Linked DNA regions of Mus musculus: region 1 is linked to region 2. A link is a contact called in public Hi-C data. All regions are on one chromosome and are shown on one strand. Each heading gives the region's core, a stretch centred on a gene start, on an enhancer-like site or on the middle of the called end of the contact. The rest is flanking DNA. Distances are from core to core; before and after follow the strand shown.

Region 1 (3,603 bases), core at 70-2,569, 89 kb after region 2:
TGCTTAATGTCCCAACTCATCTCTTGCTGATACTACATTTCAACAACAACTTAAGAAGCTCTACTGGGCCCAGCACTCTGGTAAAAAGCCTGAACCAGGAATGTATAATGTTGCTGGCCTCACTGAACATGCTCTTTTTTCATAGTTGTTTCTGTTAGTCATGCCCTAGGTCAGTGGCAGATCTGAATTCTTACCAAAATATGTATAAGATGGTTTTAGAAGCTAAAAGTGAGTTGGTTGAAGTAGTGCTTCTAGTTTTCACTGTTTACCATTCCTTCAAATTTTTATGGCTCACTGGAGCCAGAAGACATCTGTTGGATGTCACTACTGGGAAGTACTACAGTGAATAGTAACCAGTGACACTGCTGTACATTATACAATTCCATATGACAAAGAATTAAGTAGCCTGAATACAGTTAGTATTGAACTTGAGAAATGATGCCTTAAGCTGTATACACCAATGCCCAGCAGCCCATGTCATCCCAACACACCTTGGCTCTGGACAGGTGCTTCTCCCTTCTCTCTCCAGGCCTCATTTCACCTGCCTAATTCACCATTAGTATGTAGATATAATGATTGATTGAAAACAAAATGTCAGGTCTTATCAAAAAACCTCTATGATTATGCATCATTATATGAGAGGTACTGATGAAGGCTCTATAAATAAGGCACAGCCTCCATGCTCCACAACTTTCAGGTTTATAGGAAAATCGAAATATGTTCACATATGAGCACAGAGCACCCATATTGGTGTACTTTGACAAGCATCTGTCCAAGTAATTAATTTCATGGAATATGGCTACTCCTGGCTTCTTCCCATCCTTCCAACTCTCAAGAATATCTTCAATTTTGGAGAGCACTCCACACAGAAAAGTCTGAGTCAAACAGAATTAACAGCCAGAAATAACATATAAAATATGCCAAGCCAGTAATTTCATATGGAAGCCAAACTCCTGGTACTGCCAAAATTCTTATCTGTTGATACCCTTCACTTCACCTAATAATTTATATGTTCTAATGAGTGGGAAAATGAAACAACTTGGTTCCTTTCTCAGCTCCATGTACTTTTACCCTCCATTATCATGTTCTTCTCTTTTACTCTGGGTTTTTCTTTGACTGGTCCATATAGCTAACACTAGCTTAGTTTGTAGCTTTTCCTTCAACCCATTTTTTTTTTCTAGAAATCCTCTTAATCTCACTATTCTCTGATATTTTTCCTATGTTAAGAAAGTTGTAAATCATAAACTGGCATGATCTAAACCACTGGGCACACAGATGAAAGGATTTCACATCCATCTGAGATTGAAAGCATTTGTGGTAGAGGTGACACTGGGTAGAGGGCACTGGAAGAGGGTGTGGTGGCAGGCAGAGGCAGCTATAGAAGGAAGTGCAGGGCATATTTGCAATGAAAAGTCATATGTTTTGGTTGGAGTCGGGTGGGTGTGAGAAGGAGCAGTGAGCAGAGTCTAGAAAAGCAGGTTTAAACCAGATTATCACAAGCTTTGGGCTCTCAGGCTAAGAGTTTAGGGTTTATTTTATAGGCAATAAGGATCCATTTAGTTGAGTGTGTCATAATCAAAACGACATTGTAACAAAACCGCCTTGGCAGCAGCTTGAAGGATAAGAAGCTGCATGGATTTCACACTGAAAACAAATCTATTTTGTAGGGGGACCATGTATAAGCTGAGTGAACTAAATAGGTTACCAAGTGTTTTACCCACTTCTTCACCTATGAAATGGGAGCACTGCTTCATGATCTGCTGGTTTTGACATGGATTGTAAGGAAGGAGCTTAGGGACCAGTGCTGAGAATGACCAACTCGATGAATGTTCAAACATTCAAAGCAAAGATCTCTTCATCTGTATGAGTAGAGGCTCCTCTGCTAGGCAAAACAGAAGGGGCATGAAGGGAAATCTGTAACAAGATTCTCTAGAGAGTGAGAGAGCATTGAAGTAAAAACAGAAAATGTGTCATGTGAAGGATGGTGATGCCATTTCAGGAAGAGTACGTAGGTCCATTTTTTGGTATATCACATAGAATGTGGCCCCATAGCTGATTGTTTCCAGAAATATCAATGACAATAGTAGTCACGGAGTAAATGACACTTAATCCACATATAAATACACAAGAATATACTATATTGAATATACATTTCCTATTTTTAAAACTTAAGAAATTGACCCAGTAAAAGAAAAAAATATTTTCATGTTTAAAAATTACATTGTACTAAGCCAGACTTGGTCTATAATTAGTAGCTTAATCTTTGTGTTATACTAAAAGGAATTAAAAGCCTAGAAGAAGTTCTCGATGGCTTAACTTTTCTGAAAGATTGGCTGGTTTTGATTGGTATATTATGGAAATCTATTCAGGATGTGATATATCAATGAATTCCTAAGCAGATAGCACATTTAAATCATTGAACTAAAGTATTTAAAATATTATGGGTCTTTATTTTAAGAGACAATACCATTGTGATGGAAAGAATATTTCAGACGTCAATGATATCGTTAATGATACCATGGGACTTGGGGAACACCTAGATATTGGCATCTCTCCTAGTCATTATGAACAAATCTGTATTACATATAATTGTGATGATTTTTATGTCAGCTCATACAGTTAGTTTCAGACATGGAGTCTTTGCAGCTCACAGGAACCCTAATGGCAAACACAATTTGAAAATTAAACTTCATATCCAGTGATCTGTCCTCAGACTCTTTTATACTATCTCCATCTCTACCAGACGATTCTACAAACATTACCTGGTATATTTAATACTTCCTCAGTTGAGAGAATTATCCACCCTTTATTCCTTGTTGCTATATTTTGAGGAATGTTCTACTGTCTTATCTCTCATTAAGGCACTATGTACAATTTTCCAAGGAGCTCAGCTTTGCAAACAAGATGTAATGTCTCTATCTTAGAAACATGGAAATATAGCCACACCAACACAGAGCAAGTTGTGTTAGAAATTTGAGGATTTCTCCAAAATATATTTTAGCCCAAGATTGCTTCATTGATTAGTTCTATCTCAAAAAATAATAGAAATAATTCTTTTTGTACTTTCCCCAAACTTAGATTTGGAAAAGATACTTCCCAGCTCAGAGCCAACTATTATTCTGACAGCTAACGACAGAACAAGTATGGAAAGTTACGGAATAAATTTCTTACATAGATAGTAATTCCTTAGCAAAATTACTGCAAATTATATCTGAGATATTAAAAGAATTTTACATCATCACCAAGTGGGATTGATTAGAAGTAAGTAGGTTTACCATCTGAAATCAACAGAATGTCAATAAAGGACAAAGTGATGTGATTATCTTAATAGATACAGAAACAACATTTGACAAAATCCAACACCTTTCCATAGCAAAAGCAATCAATAAACTAGGAAATAAAGTGAATTTTATCAACTTGATAAAGAATAGCTACAAAACTCTCACTCATATGACTACAATATAAGGTCAATTATATATAATATAGTCAATTATAGGAAATATTTTACTAGTAAGGCCAATTAAGCAGGAAAAAGGGAGTAAGGAGTTCCTGACTTGGAAATAAATAAATATATATTTGCATATTTGTGATCTAATATACAGA
Region 2 (3,614 bases), core at 693-3,192:
TCTCATAGACTTTCAGTATTTCAGTATGGAAGTGCGGGCAGGGTGAAAGAGACAAAATTGGAGGCCTTTCATTAAAAGAAAAAAAAATAAAAAGAAAAAAAGAAGAAACAAAAACAAAACAAAAACAAAAACAAAACAAAAAAAAATCCTTATCAGGCTTTTCAGGCCCCATGATAGAACAGTAGGAAAAATTAAAAATACCTATCATATCCTAGTCTATTATCAAGAGAGTCTATTTTATATGTGCTGTCTAGTGTAAGCAGGGAAGTCCTAGAAGCAATGGGGAACATACAAATTACTCCCTATTCAAGCTGGAGTTTCAAGGACCGTTTATAAGGCACCCATGCCTGTCTTCATGCCTGCTGCCTGATTTATGTGTCCTTTTATAGTGCTCCGGGCAATTTAAATATACAGCCAGAGTTGAGGACAAATGAACCTTAGTCCATCTGGATGAGGTGTGGAGCCTTGGTTTACTGGGTGTTCACCGAGGCTCGTCTTCCCAAACAGTGGAACCTACTAGACTCTTCCCTTTGCTCTGACTGTGGAAACAGTCAAGGAAGTCGGAAGAATTAATGATTATTTTATTAATACTAATATTATTATTATTGTTAAGCTGTAGGAGCAGCTAGCACATTCTAACCCTGAGGCTCTTTCTCTACTTCTTACCATTAGGCTTTAGAATTCTTACAAGTCATTTAAAGAAGGAAAGATCGTACACCGGGAACCTGTCCCTAAACTTTACCTCCAGTGTTTATTTAGTTTATTTAGTTATTAATTTTCTGGGTCCAGTTGCATTATTAGTTTAGGTAAAAGTGAATACATTTTGTGGTACCTATGAATAGATAATTCAAATAATTTAGGTAATTAACTAGAGTTACCCCTTCAAAGTCAGCCTGGCGATAATATCATTAAAGGTACACAGGTAACTGGAAGCTGGAGTTTTCAGCATTGCACTTCTTGGGCTGGGTAATTGCCTCTTTCCCCATCCTGTCTTTCTAATTTGCTATGCAAACAAAACCAAAACAAACCAAAAAATAAAATGAAAAGAACAAAAAGCAACTTCTTGGCTTGATTTTTTTTTTGTCAATGTATGTATCAATACTTAAAAGACAGAACTGTTAAGGTGATAGCAATTCAAGATAGGACAGTGCAATTCAAAACACACCAAAAAGATAACAGATTTAGTGAAATTGACATATGTTAGTGATTATGCAATCATTCATTTCCCACAGATTTCTTTTTATAGGAAACTTTGGAAAATCCCAGAAGAACTGACCGAGTCACTTAAACCACAACAGGTTTCTTTCAACATCAAAACCATGAGTAGGAGTGGGAGAGGAATAATTTAGCTTTTTCTTTCTTTTTTTTTTTTTCTTAAGGACAAGGACAGCCTGGTTCTGACTGTGCAAAGCTGCGGCTTTGCCTCCAGTGGATGCCTTTGGAGCAGCAGATCTGACTTCCTCCTCCAACCAAGGAGTCCTAAAAACATCCAAGCAAAGGAAGCATATTTTCCCCATGACATGAGAAAGGGCCACAGAGATCTAAATGAAAACGGACATTTCACCCGAGTGACTGTTTGTATCTCACCTTGGCTGTGTGCCTAATTCAACAGGCACTTAGGTGGCTGAAGAGGGAATTTTTCGTTACCATGAATCCAGCCCCGGGTTGGACAGAGAGCCTTTTGACAGCAGGCCGAGTTCCTTGTGCTCGCTGGCAAAATGACCACATTTCTCTTCCAGTTGTTGTAGGGGTTTGAAAAAATCCCTCACTTCCTGGCAAAAGTTTTCTTTCTCCAGGAGATAAAGGCAAGGCTTCTTCCGCCTACCCATAGAATACTTCTATCACCTCAGAAACAGTTTTCAGCAAGGCAGGGTTGCTTGAACACTCATGTTAGCTCTCCACGGACTCTCGACAGCTGGCTGATGACCAAAGAGTCTCAGGGAAGTACTCCCTTCTCTGATTGTCCATGTCAGTGGGAGTCTGCGGGCTGTCATCAGAAAGTTCATCTTACATGTATGACTATGGGGCCTGTGTGTGTTCAAATATATATGTCTGAGGTATGGGCAGAGTGCCTAGTTTGAAGCTTTTATGCATACTCAAGAACCATGACTGAGAAGGCCAGAGCAGAATGAAGGTAACACTCACTCTTTTGTTGCTCCCTAGGAAGTACCATGACTTCTTTGGTGATGGGAGTCTAGTGTAGCAATATAGACATACCACTGCCTTATTCAGAAATAGACAACACAACTTACCCTGGTGGCAAAATGAATCAACACAATCCTTCTCAGTGACATTTTAGCAAAGTAAGTTGAGAACTTTAAAATGCCATATCTCTACTTTGGAATTGTTTTTAAGTTTAAACAACACAAAATACAGTGTAGACACTGTAGTTTAAAATAGGATGTCCTGGTGAGTTTTGTTCAACTGGACACGAATCAGAGTCATTTGGGAAGAGCAAAACTCAGTTGAGAAAATGCCCACAGCAGATTGGTCTGTAGGACATTTGTTTGGATGGTGATTATTGTAGAAGGGCCCATCCGCTTATGGGCAGTGCTACCTCACCTGGACAGGTGGTCCTGGGAATATAAGAAAGCAGGCTGAGCAAGCCTTGGGGAGTAAGTGTAAGCCATGTTCTTCTAAGGCTTCTGTTTCAGTTTCTAGCTTCAGGTATCTGCTGCTAATGAAGGTGCAATACCAGAGTAGAAGCCTTGAAGGGGTCATCAAGAGAAGCTGAGAAGTGTTAGAGCCAGTGAACTGAGCCCAGTAGAGGCTATGTGTGAAGGTACAGTCCAGGTACAACAGAGACCCCTGCAATTTGGAGATGGCAGTAGCATGGGACAATGTTCAAACCTGCAGCAGGTGTGAAGGGTGGTTGGCCTGAGCCTATGAGAGAAGCTGTGTGTGCTGTCCATGGCAGAGCCAGAGTGCTGGATCAGCAGATCTGAGACCAAGAAGTCTGTCACTGAGGTATCCACTGTTGGTCTTTAGCTTTGCTCTGTTTTGAATGTAACTCTGCCCTGGTGCTTTCCTCTTGAAATGAAAAAGTATGTAACTTATCTTTGATTTTTACCTGAGCTTATTGTGGAGAGGCTTTGAACTCTGAAAGGAAGTTTGGATATTTATAAAAATATTCCACTTTCCTTTTTTCAGTTTTAACATTTTATTGGGTAAATGGTTTTAAAGGTGATAGCCATAGTGTCAAAACTACTACAATGTCTTTTCACAGACATACCTTACAGACCCACATAAACCTTTTCATATTTTTGTCCTTTTTTGTTCATTTTTAATATTTTAAAGCCATACATGTCATATAAAATGCCCACTTCCAATAAGTTCTTCAAACTAGTAAGCAATTCAGTGTGGAAGCGGGGAGGACCTTGTTATAATGAAGGGGTTTTAGATAAAGTGATTGAATTTTTAAAGACTGGGGAACTATTAGCAGTTGGAATGTTCCTTACATTGTGATACTGATACTAATATGAGAGGTTTGGAGATAAATAGAAAAGGAAATGTAATGTTAGTAGTATGTTTGAGTGTCAAGTTGACATGGGTTAAAGTGTCCTAGGTAGTTTTTTGGTAACTTGACATTTGCTGGAGTCATTTGAGAAAGAGGA

Evidence for each region. Hi-C and Micro-C count contacts between places; a contact is called where the count stands out from the background.
Region 1: a contact with region 2 is called in a Hi-C map of uterus, with 2.7 times the contacts expected there. The contact joins two enhancer-like sites. A contact is called at or near these places in 5 of 484 Hi-C or Micro-C datasets (the 3T3-L1 cell line, 3T3-L1-derived adipocytes, brown adipocytes and 1 more).

Annotation. Positions count from the first base shown.
Region 1 is chr2:45,669,397-45,672,999 of GRCm38.p6, forward strand. No RefSeq gene overlaps it. Among named protein-coding and RNA genes, the nearest start is that of 1700019E08Rik, 25 kb to the right of the region's middle. Within about 2 kb of position 1,320, at least 5 of the 459 cell types and tissues checked have an H3K27ac peak or open chromatin away from gene starts, as enhancers often do. A contact at or near this core is called in 3T3-L1-derived adipocytes, where this site is marked.
Region 2 is chr2:45,579,804-45,583,417 of GRCm38.p6, forward strand. It overlaps Gm30848 (a long non-coding RNA gene), which reads left to right. Exons shown (of 3, transcript XR_374345.3): 3 at 1,380-3,614. Among named protein-coding and RNA genes, the nearest start is that of Gm30848, 8.9 kb to the left of the region's middle. Within about 2 kb of position 1,943, at least 88 of the 459 cell types and tissues checked have an H3K27ac peak or open chromatin away from gene starts, as enhancers often do. A contact at or near this core is called in 3T3-L1-derived adipocytes, where this site is marked.